2 separate regions of the Rattus norvegicus genome follow, and region 2 is linked to region 1. A link is a contact called in public Hi-C data. All regions are on one chromosome and are shown on one strand. The core of a region is the stretch at or near the end of the contact, and the rest is flanking DNA. Distances in the headings are between cores, read along the strand shown. Region 1 overlaps Msra (methionine sulfoxide reductase A). Region 2 overlaps Msra (methionine sulfoxide reductase A).

Region 1 (6,852 bases), core at 1,752-4,251:
CAACACATGATGGAAAGATCTGTGGAAGAGGAAGTCAGCTACGTTTTCTGTCTCTTGCAGCTTAGGGACTTTGCTTCCTTCAATTTTGGCCTCTCTTTAAGAACTCATCTCTGGTTTCCATCTCTCATCCCATGTTGACCCATTCCTCCACCACCTTTAGCCCGAGTTCAAGTCCATCTTCTACATCAACTAGCTCTAGTCCACCAGCACAGTTCCCAATCTCTGCCATTAGTTAATATTCTATTACGTAGCCAGAGTCCACCTTCTCCTGTCTATCACTTCCCTTCCTCATCACTCCACCCACCACAGCTGCAATATTCAGACCATGCTCCAGAGTCAGCACCAGAAAGACGTCCCACAACCATGCCCTTCAGAGTCCCTCCAGTCTTAATCAGCTCTCCCTGGTTCTCTCCAAGGTGCTCCTTGGTGGTTGTAGAAGCTGTGAACTCCTTTAACATCAAGCGTCTACTGAGCAAGGTGACAGACACTATCCAGCTCCGGGCCTGCTACTCTGCACTGCCTCTGTCCCCACAAGAGTGACACACGTCTGCTGCACTTCCATTCCTCAAACCCCTGCCACAGTGCAATATCCCCTGTCCACTGGAAGGGTATTAATCAGACATTATTTATGATTTTTATTGTCCCTATAATTGCATGTGACACTATCCATTCCCTGCCCTACAGTTTAAGTTCGTCTGTTTCCATTTCTTACTTCGGATTCTTTGGGCCTAAGATATCGTGTCTTCTTCCTTCATGGGAGACACAGGAGCAACCATAACGTTGTGTAAGAAGAGCCTCTGTAGATCTACACAACAGATCCGCATTGCAAATCCAAGCAGTGGGTAAAAGATCTGTGCTACTGCTAGAATGACAAACTGTCCACCTGTGCACAGCCAGCTAGACAAACTGCAGAGGCACTTTAGAGATGATTCCCGAAGGGTTCTCACGTGCTGGAGCTGATGATTTTGCCTTTCCCCAAAGTCTTGTCTTGTGTAATTAGCTGGGTGCTCCTGTATTGGTCGTTTGCGGTGTCTGCCTGTGCTGTCAAAAGTGCAGCAATTTGAAGGCCAGGCAACCGCAGTGTTGATAGCTTTAAAAGTATATTCCTTCCTACAGTTCTATTCACTAATAATAATTTGTTCATTACTTAGTATCTCATCAGCAAAGATAGAAAGTGCTTCTTTCCTCTCACAGCAACTAGAAGAGGGAGACATCTGTTAAGAGCCCTGATACAAATGCAAGGCAGCATGAGAAGCTATTCAATTGTCTTAACGGTTTATTTTCCTAATGTAATATTTAAAATGGAGTCAACGCTCTTAAAATGTTAACCTTCACAGTTTTTCCAGGGTTGGGGAGGTCAGAGAGATAAGGACAGACAGGCAGGGGAATGGTCAACAGCACAAAGAGACCAAATACTTCATCGAAAGTGGCAGTGCCTGCACTTGCTCCCGCCCCCAACTTCGGCAGAGTGTTACTGGTACAGGGAATTAGCTGGGAGGTGAGGGATGGGAGGGCGCTTGTCATATGAACAATCTGCCACCTCATGCTCCTGCCACTGAGTATGGAGCACTTCGTCCTACCTTCCCCATGGTAGGGGACTTCAGAGACTGAAGCACCTCTGAAATCCTGAGACACAACGAGTCTTTCCTTTCTGAAGTTGTTCTGTCAAAGATGTGGTCACAGTGATGTGAAACTAACCATCCAATGTTCCCCCTTCCTTTAAAACAACGACAAAAGACCCGTCGTAGTTCTACCTGCCCCTTTAATCACGTGAGGACAAGTGAAAGGACAGCCATCTATGAGCTGGAAGAGGAATCTCCCCAGACACCGTCAGATGATGCTGGACAGAGGGTGAGAACCACCTTTCGATTACATATAAGCGCCGCCTTCACGGACTAAGACATAACCTTTTGTAAGTACTGACAGTGTGCGCCTCATGCCTTTATGTTTCATTCCCTTTCTTGCCTCATTGTGCTTGCCAGCACCTCTGTCAGGATGATGTGCAGGGATGGTGAGAAGTGATGTCGGCCTAGCCTTTACCTAGTTAAGAAAGACACACCCCGTAGGCTCTTTGAGAGTCTCTCTCTCTCTCTCTCTCTCTCTCTCTCTCTCTCACACACACACACACACACACACACACACTAAACTGTAAAAATTCAAATAAAATAAGCAAATGGTGAGAGATGCAAGCGCAAGGGCAGGGGAACCAGAACGAGGCGAGACTCAGAAAGTGCGTACACAGGAGCTCATCCCAGCTCCAAGGGCCCTGGTCGGGGCAGCCTCACTTTCTCCAGCACGGATGGGTTTGCCAGTTGCCTGCTGGATGAATTCACTGGTTGGTCAGTTAAGCTCATTTAAAAACTGAAGGAACAAGTCAGTTCCCAAGCATAGCCAGAGTCTGTAAGTTACCACTGACTGAAACAAAAGCAATTTGAAGTCTTACTAGGATTTTGTTGCCGTGTGAGATTGGTGGTGGTGGTGGTGGTGGTGGTGGTGTGTGTGTGTGGCGAGGTGGAGGTGGGAGTAGGGGGATGCACACATCCAGTGTTCATGCATGCAAAGCACAGGACAGAGAAAGATAATGGTGTCTGCCTCTATAACTCTCTGCCTTATTCTCTTCAGACACTGAAGCTCCCCTTTTCAGCTGGATGGGCTGGCCAATGAGCTGCTGGGATTGGCCTATCTCCCCTCTTAACATTAAAGTTACAGCTATGAATGACCACGAGCAGCTCTTTTATATGGATCCTAGGATTCAGACTCAGGTCCTCATGCTTGTACTCACTGATCTATCCCCCAAGCTCCCTTCTAGGTTATACTTCTATCTCAGTTTGGATATTTAAAAGCCAGCACTATCTCCAGTCACTGAGACAGGATGAGAAAAATTACATAAATGCAAAAGTGCTGAGGACACTCCCTTTGTCAGGCTCCGCCTCCACAGACCTGTGCATACCAGAGTGACTAAGAACAGGCAGTCCCTTAACGTTCCCGTCATGAGCACATGCTCTGACATCAGTAAGCATCACCTGCGGCTGGAAACAATGTGACAGGTGGGCTGCTACATACTTAGCATAGTCAAGACGTCAGTGTCTTCCAACTGAATGGTTTACTCTGGCAAAACCTCAGCTGTTCGTCACTTTCCGGGAGTGTGAGAGTCTCCTGCTTGGGTAGAGAGTGTACTGTGTAAGCCTCAAGCCCAGAAAGTGGTAGGCGCTGGTCCAAGATTTTAAAAGAGAAGTAGTTTTAAATTCCAGCTGAAGCCCTTCCTAGATCTGTGACAGATAGAATGACCATGACAGGGGAGCAAGGAAAACAGTCTTATAGGCCCGCCGCCATGTAAGAATCCAGGAAAGTAGCCCTAGGGGCCACTCCCCTGATTGTGTCTGGGGTAGCAGAGATGAAATATAGATTTTAAAAGATGTTAACTCTGGAATACTAGAGGGGGTATGTGCTAATTCAGCAGGGAGGTTTAGAAGGACCCTGCCATAGAGCTAGACAAGGCATATCAAAATTAGGTGGTGTTCGTGTGTGTGTGTGTGTGTGTGTGTGTGTGTGTGTGTGTGTGTGTGTGTGTGTCGCAGGGGGCTGTTTCTTTCACTTGTGAATCCCAAGAGCTTTTGGGCAGGTGCAGTGTACACAGGACCCACTGAGAGCCAAAGTGGTTTAACTAATTCACCACTACAACAAATGAACCAGTCTCCTCTGACCCCTCACAAGGGTTAAAACATGGTTTAAGTATTTAATTGATGATGCCTCTTTCTTTCCTACCTTCCAACAGTCATACTGCAGGATTCTCCCCAGTTACTGGGGTGAGCCTCTGTGATAGCCAGGTCATGTCCAAAAGACAGCATCACTCAACTATGAATCGCAGACAATGATAGCCCTGAAGATACTGCCTGGAGCAGATAGGGTATGATGGGATTGGTGGGCTAGGGATAGAGAATAGAGAAACTCATTCTCCTTGGAGGGTGTGGCCACTGGTAGAGTCCCTATGCTTCACTGTAGGGTCACACACCCACATATAGATGGGCAGCACTAGTGGATTTAGTGGGGTACCAAGGAGGAGAAGGGAGGAGGAAGGGGAAGAAGAGGAGGAGGAAGAAGAGAAGAGAGCAGCGTGCGAGGCAGATGTATGGTGGAGGATAAGGGCAAGGGAGACTGGAAGAGGAAAATGGCAGTGGGTAGATTATATTTCTTTGTATAAATGTATGAAATTTTCGAGAGTAAAAACAAAAAATTATTCTTTTAAGTTATTGTGGTGTCTGTCCCACTGGCACATTCATCATGAAAATGCAAGGACAGCCCACATGCATATAAAGACCCACACAGGGACATCTGAGCTGGCTGTGGGCATCAGCAGTGAAGTGGAAGCCTAGGAGCAGAGTAAGCAATACTCTTTGTTACTGCCAAGCTTGGAACTCCACATGGAAGCGGAGCAAATTTATAGAACAGGGACTGTTGGTAAAGAAAAGTTTGCATGCACTTGAGCCTCCCAACCACACCTCAAGGCTGTCATCATGACTTCAAAGCACAAGCTCAGGGTAAAAAAAAAATGGCTAATTCCTTCCACTTCCCTGTGTGTGTGGTTTACGTGCATGCATATATTCGATGTGTAGGTCCATGTGTACATGGGTGCATGTTCATGTGGAAGCCCAAGGTTGACGCTGGGAATTATCTGGATCACCCTCTACTTTACTCACCGAGGTGGAGTCTCTTAATCAGCCAAGAGCTCGTGGATCTGGCTAGTCTTGCTAGCCAGCTTCTGGGCTTGATGTCACAGGCAGGCCGCCACACCCAACAGACATTTCTTGTAGGTAGGAAAACTGAAGTACAAGGACCACAAGGCCATGTCCTGAGTCATAAAACTAGTAAGCCATAAAGATGGGACTCTAGCCCAGACTGCCAGGGTCTAACAGCCACAGTGCCCATTAAGAAGGGTAGCAGTCCCATGTGCCCACAGAGCTTCTCATCCCTGGCCACTCATATGCCTATGAAAGCAGGAAGACACACAGGGGTCCTCCGTAGGTCACCTGCACTCTTCTTGCCCTTGGAGGAGTGGGTGGCTGCGTGGGAAACTGCAATTACTCACTGAGTTGCATGGTGTCTTCTCTTTGTTCATCTTGCAATTAGAACAAGACGCCCGGCTTTGAGCACAAGGCTTTGAACACCGTGAGGGGGTCTCAGTGCGGCTGTCCTGAACACACATGTAAGGCACAGCACAGAGGCTAGGGTGCAGGGGAGATGGTGCTCAGCCTCCCCTGTTTCCCCCTGTCCTTTGAATTAGCATGTTGGAATCACTGAAGCAAAAGCCCAGCTAATCTCCCGGCTGGCGTGACTGTCATTATCATGCCGCGCACACATGCATATTCAGCCAGATTTAAGGGAAGAAGTAAGCCTCCCTCATGGCACTGCTGATAAACAACCCCCCAAATTCCTTTCCCCCCTCTGCTCAGCCCAAGAACATTTAGAGACCTTGTCATACTTAAAAGTGATTTGCCCATAAGTCTTTTATATGTTAATAACCTTGTATTCTGAATATTTCATACTGGAGATGATGATTTGATTGGTCTCCCCATGATTCCCAACACAATAGAAATGGCTGCGGCTGTCCCCAGTGCCTCTGGACACCAATCTTCATGTTCAAGCTTACCTGGCCAGCTATGTTTTCCAGGTACTTCTTTCCAAACAAAATAATTTAATTTCTGGTTGGGAGAGAGGCTGGGGGTGGGCAGTGCTGGAAGAGAGCGGAGAGGTGAACTGGAGGAGAGAGGGAAAGATTTTTGTGTAACCCAGAGGCATGGTTACCCACTTTTCTCTAGCTAGTGTGAGGCTGACTTACATGGTCCTTCCTCTGCTTACAAGTTGGCTAGACATGTCTGGGTGTGTCTCCACCCTGGGAACTCCATTGGCATGGGATTAGCAGAAAAGACCTAAGAGAGAGCTAGCACATTGGGTGAGCATCCATTTAGATCAGTGGTTCTCAGTCTTCCTAATGATTTGACCCTTCAGTGCAGTTCCTCATGTTGTGATGATCAACCAACCATAAAATTATTTTCATTGCCACTTCATAACTGTAATTTTGCTAGTGTTATGTATTGTAATGTAAATAATCTGATATGCAGGATATCTGATATGTGACTCCTGTGAAAGGGTCATTTGACACCCAAAGGAATTGCCACCTACAGCTGGAGAGCCACTGGTTTAGATGCTCCTGACTGAGCATCTCAATTCAAGATTGAGGTCTGAGGGCTTAGCTGCCTAGGAGAATTAGGTAGACACCTGGCCATACAGCAGGTAGGTCCTGGCTGAGAGGGCAGGACTCCAGTGATCCCTCAAAGTCTGCTGATGTGAATAACTATTCTGAGGGAATACAAGGTACCACAGGATTCTCAGATTCTCAGCCTGGGCATGTAATCCTCAACACAAACATGCATACACGTACACATTCATACTCTACATACACAAGTACACACACACATACACACACCATTATGCCAAAATGTACCTCCTATATTGTCAGCCTTTGACAGCTAAATTCACTAATGAAGGTCAATGACCTCTTCTGGCCTCATTGGGTACCAAAACTCGCATGTACACACACAAATACATACATGCACATAATTTTAAAGTGAAATTTTTTTAAGAGTGCTTAAGCCAGTGAAAGTTAATGTACTATTGAAGAGACGGGGGTTATCTCATCAAGTTCAATGCAAACAAATGCATCCGATGTAATGATACGAACCCTAACTAGAGGCCTGTGCTCAGAAAGTACAATGCAAAATGAGAGACAAGTGCGCTCTCCTTGGGGTGGGGCTCCAGCCAAAGTGCACTCCAGTATCACCTGAGAAAACCTGA
Region 2 (7,023 bases), core at 1,257-3,756, 48 kb after region 1:
ATCTCACAGTGGAAGCCATCTCTACACCCACACCAATAATCAAAAGAGGCCTGATCCATGCTCTGTCCCTGCAGGCATCCCAAGACAGTAGTATGCAGGACAGGGAGGCCAGAAAGTCTCCTAGTAATCAAGAAACGCCTCAAAGGAAACTCCAGCCTTCCATGCTCCCTGAAACAATCTGTCACAATTACTGGACTCATCTGGAAAATCCGGAAGGCTAAGCCAGTCCACTGGGTCACTCGTGACTGACACAGAGCAGCAAGTGCTTCAGCACGAAGAGGGAAGAGGTGAACTGCATCAGGGCCTCTTGTTGAAGTGTATGCTTTCCTTTCCTCTCACAATTTATATCTCCATTTAATGACAAAATGAATTATCCTCCAAAATAGCAAATGTTCACTACCTTTCTAAATAATAAAATACATTTTCCCAGCACACAAACTGATCGCTTTACTCTTACACCAGAACTGATGTGAAATTACATGTCATGAATTATTCATGTCACTCAATTTAATTCAATTATTTTTACTGAATTTCATATCTAATCCATAAAAAAAAATGTTTAACTCAACCACCCCCAAAATCACGCCCGCATTCTTGAATAATAGATTTCTTGCAAAATTTCAAGGAAGATAAGTGGCTATCTGGTTGGAAATGGCAAGGCAGATCACAATCACGATGATGAAAATAATTTTAACTATTTAGCCATACCTCCTGTTCTATTTACTGACTGATGTCTCATGGAAGATAGCCTATTTAATATCAAACTAGAATCAGAGCAGCAGGGAGAGCGTCTCAGATCCAATTACAGCACCACAACCATTTAGCTTTTCTGCAGAATTCATACCTAGAGCAGGCCAATGGCCAGAACGTGGCAGCGCCACACCCAGTGCAAAGGGACTTGCTAAAAAAAGACTCTGAATAGCTCAGGAAAAGCCATCTTTCCCTCTCCCTAGACATAAGCCCTTTGCAGCCACACCACCATACGCCCCAGCTTCTCAGCCTTCCTCGTACCACTTTCTCCCTGGAAATGTTGACACTTTATCTGATGGTCTTCCACTTGTCTCCTGATCTGCCTGTCCACCCCAAATCCCACCATCACCTTGGGCCATCTCAATGTCCACAAAGTTCCTCTCCATCTTTGGATCCCCTTTGCTTATACCACTCACAGTGTAGCTACCTCCAAACATGTGCCCCTCTACCAATGCAGCCCCAGAGCCAACAGGCCCTTATGTAATGCTGCCTTACATGGTCATTCCCAACACCCCTGTTCTCTTCAGCATCACGCTTCCACTGTCTCGGCCCTAATCCATTCTCTGGATGCGCTTGCCCTTCCAGCCAGAGCACAGTTTAATCCCTTTCTTTTTCACGGGCCAGGGAACAGCTTGCTTGCTTCCTTGCTCACCTGCCTGTCTGTTTGGGGACAGGGTCTCATGTACTTCAACCTGGCCTCAAACTCCATGTAGCAGAAATGACTCTGAACTTCCAGTCCTCCTGTCTGGACTTCCAAAGTGTGCACCACTGCACCCAGTTTACTGAGTGCTGTGGATGAAACCTAGAGATTGGTGCAGACCTGGCAAGCATTCTACCAACTGAGCCACATGTCCATCCCTAGTCATCTAGCTTTGTCCTTCCTTTATGCCATCAATGTCCAGGGACCTGCTCCCTACCCCGTGGCTCCCACAGACTGGGTTGTTCTGACAGAGCAGGCTGCATGTACTGCTGAGCCCAGGTCTCTTTCCCTTTGGCTTCTGCCTTTTGTCATCTTTCCTTACCAGCTTCAGAAGCTGTCTTGACTCCTAGAGAGACCTGTGTGCTTGATAGATACTTTATTCATTCATTCATTCATTCATTCATATATATATTTGAGTCTTGCCTGCATACCTTGCTTGTTAACAACACCTGCAGCATGCTGGGTAACACCATTCACTCTTTCAGCATTACTATGCTAACATACAGAGTATTCTCTTTAAAATGGTGCCATTCTTGTGATTGTCACAATCCCACCTTTCTGGTAGACTCATATCTGCAGTGGCCAAAGGCACAACTCCAAAGTTAGAGTTGGAACCCAGAGATCCTAAAGTAGTTAAGAATATGGTACAGGGGTAAAATGTCCCCACAGACTTCTATTTTAAAAGTTGGCCCCCAGCTGGTGGTGGTATTTTAAGAGATCATGGAACGTTTAGAAAGTGGGCCTAGGGAAGGGGTATGCTTTGAGATTTATAACCAGCCTTATTTCCAGTCCTGTCTCTGCTTCCTGATCCACAGAGATGGTGGCAAGCAGACCTACAATCTCCCAGCATCATGATGCCACCATACCTTCCCTCCTGTGGTGGATTGTTTCCCCTAAACTAAATCAAAACAAATCTTCACTCTCTCATGCTGCAACCATGTCCACCCCCACCAGATCCCTGGACTGTTCTGAGCATCTGCCTCTTCCTCACCCCAACCTACAGAACACAGCTTGAGGATAGCACAGCCATGGGCTGATGCAATGATAAGTATAGATAGACGCCAGCCTCGTGCAGATCTGTGCTCTATGGAGTCCCTCTCCGGGCTCCAACCAGCCCCCTCTCCACCTCCTCTTTCTCAAACCTTTACATGCCTTAGGATCCCACATCATCATCTCACTCCTACCTCACAGAGAAAGCTAGGAACCGCCCACCATTGCCAGCAGCATCCATGCCAAGAGCCTCATGGCACCCATACTCTCTCAGTGGCATTTTTAAGTTACTAGCTTTCACTGAGTTCTAAAATCCTGAGCAAGACAAGCGCAAACAAAAGCTTCCCCCTTGCATGTGTGGTGTGTATTAGTCCACGTTTCCAAGCTATCAGCCTCTCCCAATTAGTAGAGCAAGCACTCACCTCAACCATGAGAACCCCACAGCATACTTAGTTGGCTCAGGTAATTGTGCTCTTCAGTAGAGGAATTAATTCTATCATGGCCAAACACAGACAAGAGAATCTGCAAGAATCAATTTCCAACCAATCTCTCAGTTGTCCAGTCTCCTAACAGTGTCTCCCACTGGCCAACACACTAGAGTCAGAGAGCCAGAAAGCCCTTTGGAGTATACGCAGCCCATCCAAGCACAGGGCAGGTCTAGAAAATCAAATGGAGAATAACATTCAGAAGAATTGATTGAGTACAACCAAAACTGATCCTTGGCAATGTTGGGGGCTCTAGAGGACTTGGAAACACCGGATCTGTAGTCTGTGGCCCACTTCCATTCTTTTTTTTTTTTTTAAGATTTATTTATTTATTGTAGAAGTACATTGTAGCTGTCTTTGGACACACCAGAAGAGGGCATCCGATCCCATTACAGATGGTTGTGAGCCACCATGTGGTTGCTGGGATTTGAACTCAGGACCTCTGGGAGAGCAGACAGTGCTCTTAACCGCTCTCTCCAGCCCCGGCCCACTTCCATTCTTAAAACGGCACTGCCCTGCTCCTCTTCTGGCCTAGGGTAATAAAACTGACACTAACTGCTGCAGCCTCTGCCCACCCCCATTTGTTTCTCTTGACCCTGACCATACTTTTGTAGGTAGTGTCTTTGCTAAACTGCAGTCATTCACCCTGAGTACACTTCTCCTCGGATCTCAGCCTGCCCCGGGAGCTTCGAGTACTGTAGAAACAACCCCAAACTTCACTGTTCCTAGTATTCTACCCAAGTTATAATTCTGGAACATATCCCTCCAGCCATATTGCCTCTTCTGCAGAAAGGCTCACCTTCACTGACCATCTGGAACTTTCTAAGAATTGAGCACCCGACACGTTTTTTATCTGGCACAACATCTCGGAACAGTTTTCTCTCCAAGATGAGAGTTGAGTGTGAATCATTTTTGGGACCCACATGCTGATCGGAAAATCAAATACACACAACAGTGCCTTACCCTAATTGCTTCTCCATTTAAGTGCACCCCACACTTGAGTCATTCAACCCACACCACCAGCAGAAAATGTGTAACCAGTCCTCTGCCACTTCCTCCAGATGCTATGGAATGTGACCAACAAAAGCACAAATGACATGCCCTGCTGTGTCCTGTCACCTTGTTCAACAGGACTCTTTTCTTTCCACAAAGGCCTGTTCATATTTTATTATAAAGATCTGCATTTTGTGGACAAATTATATATCACTATTAGAATATGCCAGAAATAATGCCCCAGATAATGGGTCTCCATGGAGCTAATAGATTCAGCTCTCCAAGTGATCTTATGCAGATATAACTCTGCACTGTAAGGAGGCAGAATTGTAGTCTATATAGATGTCCAAAAGGCTAAAATGTGACCCCTGATCCCAAGTGTTCACAAGAGGTTTGCAAAGTCCTGGGAACAGAGGTATTTTCTCTGGGGCAGCGGTTCTCAACCTTTCTAATGCTATGACCCATTAATACAGTTCCTAATGTTGTGGTGACCTTCAGCCATAACATTATTTTCATTGCTACTTCATAACTGTAATTTTACTACTGTTATGGATAATAATGTGAATATCTGTGTTTTCCAATGGTCTTAGGCAACCCCTGTGAAAGGGTTGTTTGACCAAAAAGGGGTCACAACATATAGGTTGAGAAACACTGTTCTGGAGTCTCCAAAAACTGCTTTAAGTGTGGCTATAAATTATAGAGATCAGGTCAAACATTGCAAATTAAGGACTGTGTCAAAGATGATGTATAGGGGTACAGGGAAGCAGTGGAAAACAAGGGCATCCAGAGGGCTGTGGCTTGGTTATGGAAAATCTCAGAGACTATGCTGAAGCATTTGAACATTGTTATAATGTCATGGGACCTCACAGAAATCCCTTGAGTGAAGACATGGCTAGACCCACAGTATTCCCAATCACAGTGGGCCTAAGGAAGGCCATGGAATTAGACCATACCATACAGAATTGGTTGCACCCAGAAGGGTTGCTTTTCAAATACATGAAATGAAGCCCTATGTGGGAATTAGTCTTTGTGCAGAACAACTCTAGAAGTAAAAGAAAAGGGATGGGTTGGGGGTTGAACAGGAAAGTTAAGAGAAGGGAAGACCACAGAATCACAGCTCAAGAAAACCACTTGCTGGAGATGGTGCAGGCCATACACCAGTGAGAGGCATCTCCACTGTGAGGGTTAAGAAATGCACTTGACACAGACACTGCAGAAGGGATGGAAGGACCAGAGGAGTGACTTTGCTGGTAAGAATATGGAAGTCACGCTCCATCAGAAGACTGTGAAAAAGCGTACGGCGCATTTCCAGAGCATCTTCCCGAGGTATTCAATACACACGCTGGTAAGAAACAGGCTTGTATGAATGGCTCCTCTAAACAAATGCTAAACCTTTTTTCAGCAGTGAGACTAACATGGTTGACTCTCTTTTGGTGCCAGACACCTTCCCCATGGGAATCTCAACATCCAGTAAGCTAGGAGAGGCTTCAGAAAAGCCCCAGGCCCACAGAGTCTGCAGTCTGAAAAAATCATCTAGAGATAATTAAAAATGATATAAACCAGGGGTGAAAACCTGTCTACTATAATCCTGGGTATATATGTGCATGCCTGTGTGTGTGTGTGTAAAGGTGGGCACACACACACTACAGTGTGCATGTATGTTGAGGTCAGAGACTGCCTTGGGTGTCAGTCCTCACCTGGTTATTGAAAGATTCTTTTCATTGTTCCATTATATATGCAAGTCAGTTGACATGAGCTTCCAGGCATCCCCAGGTCTCTATCTCTCATATTTCCATAGGAGTCCTGGAATTAGAGAAGACTAAACTATGCTCTGGGAGTTTGTGTCAGTTCTGGAGATTCAAACTCAGGTCCTTAGACTTGTGTAGCATGTGATTTTACCCATTTCTCTAGGCCCTGTGTCTTACAATCAGAAGAAAATTTTCATTAGAATAGACTAAGTCTTTCTTGTTTCAAACTCATCCTCAAACAACATATTAATGAACTAACGTAGAGAGATAAGGGACAAGAGCGTGAGCCTCAGTCAAGATAGAATGATACCACTGGCCAGGAGCTCAGATATGTCTCTGGAATGTGTGAGTATATGTGTGATGTAGTCAGACTCCGCTTACTGCCTGAGAGCCCTAGAATGAAAAATACAGGCTTCTGAGAAGGAGAAACAGTTGCTCCACTAAGGGTGAGTACGTTCCCCTAGCTCAAATGTCCTAGTTAGGTTTCTATGGCTGTGATGAAACACCATGACCAAAATCTAGTTGGGGAGGAAAGAGTTTATTTGGCCTTCACTTCCACAAAGTAATCCATCATTGGAGGAAGTCAGGACAAAAGCAGTGCTGGAACTCAGAGGCAGGAGCTGATGCAGAGGCCATGGTGGGGTGCTGCTAACTGACTTGCTTCCCATGGCTTGCTCAAGCTGTTTTCTTAGAGAACCCAGGACCACCAACCCAGGGATGCACCACCTTCAATGGGCTGGGCCCTTCCACATTAAACACTAATTAAGAATATACCCTACAGCCAGATCTCATGGGAGTGTTTTCTCAATTGGGGTTCTTTCCTCTCAGATGACTCTAGCTTGTGTCAAGTTGACATAAAACTAGCCAGCACAGCTAACTCTGTAGATGTCAAAGCTGAGACTTGATTTGAGCGCACTGACTTTTTACTTGCTCCTGGCACGAAACCCCAAGCTAGCAAAGACTACATTGGCAATGGTTTTGGACTGCAGGGTATAATGCCTGAACACATCCCTGGTAGTTCCACTGTCCAAAAGACGGAGTGAATGACTTCACCTCTTCACCTCTTCACTAAAATTCCTCATCAGACAAACAGAATTACCAAACTGCTCTTTCAGAGGCCAATAAGGTAGTTTCAGATGCATATGTCTGGATGTCAACCATGTGCCTCAAGACACAAAGAAAGCATGGATGTTCTTAGCAAGCCAATGCTGCAAATACTATTTAAGTCAATTTGAAATCAAGCACCAGGAAGGAAAGCGTTAACACTGCCTTTGCCTGTGATAGCTAAGGCTTCCTCTGCCTCTGCCAAAGTACTTACTTTAAAGGCAGTCGCTACATTCACTTCATCTCCTGGCCT

The links. A called contact is a pair of places that touch in the nucleus more often than the background predicts.
Region 2: a contact with region 1 is called in a Hi-C map of prefrontal cortex, with 1.7 times the contacts expected there. The contact joins two enhancer-like sites. A contact is called at or near these places in 3 of 12 Hi-C or Micro-C datasets (frontal cortex, hepatocytes and prefrontal cortex).

What each region holds. Positions count from the first base shown.
Region 1 is chr15:42,758,525-42,765,376 of GRCr8, forward strand. The region is part of intron 1 of Msra (methionine sulfoxide reductase A); the gene reads right to left. Among named protein-coding and RNA genes, the nearest start is that of Msra, 90 kb to the right of the region's middle. Within about 2 kb of position 3,002, at least 18 of the 93 cell types and tissues checked have an H3K27ac peak or open chromatin away from gene starts, as enhancers often do. A contact at or near this core is called in prefrontal cortex, where this site is marked.
Region 2 is chr15:42,806,870-42,813,892 of GRCr8, forward strand. All of the region lies in intron 1 of Msra (methionine sulfoxide reductase A), which reads right to left. Among named protein-coding and RNA genes, the nearest start is that of Msra, 42 kb to the right of the region's middle. Within about 2 kb of position 2,507, at least 15 of the 93 cell types and tissues checked have an H3K27ac peak or open chromatin away from gene starts, as enhancers often do. A contact at or near this core is called in prefrontal cortex, where this site is marked.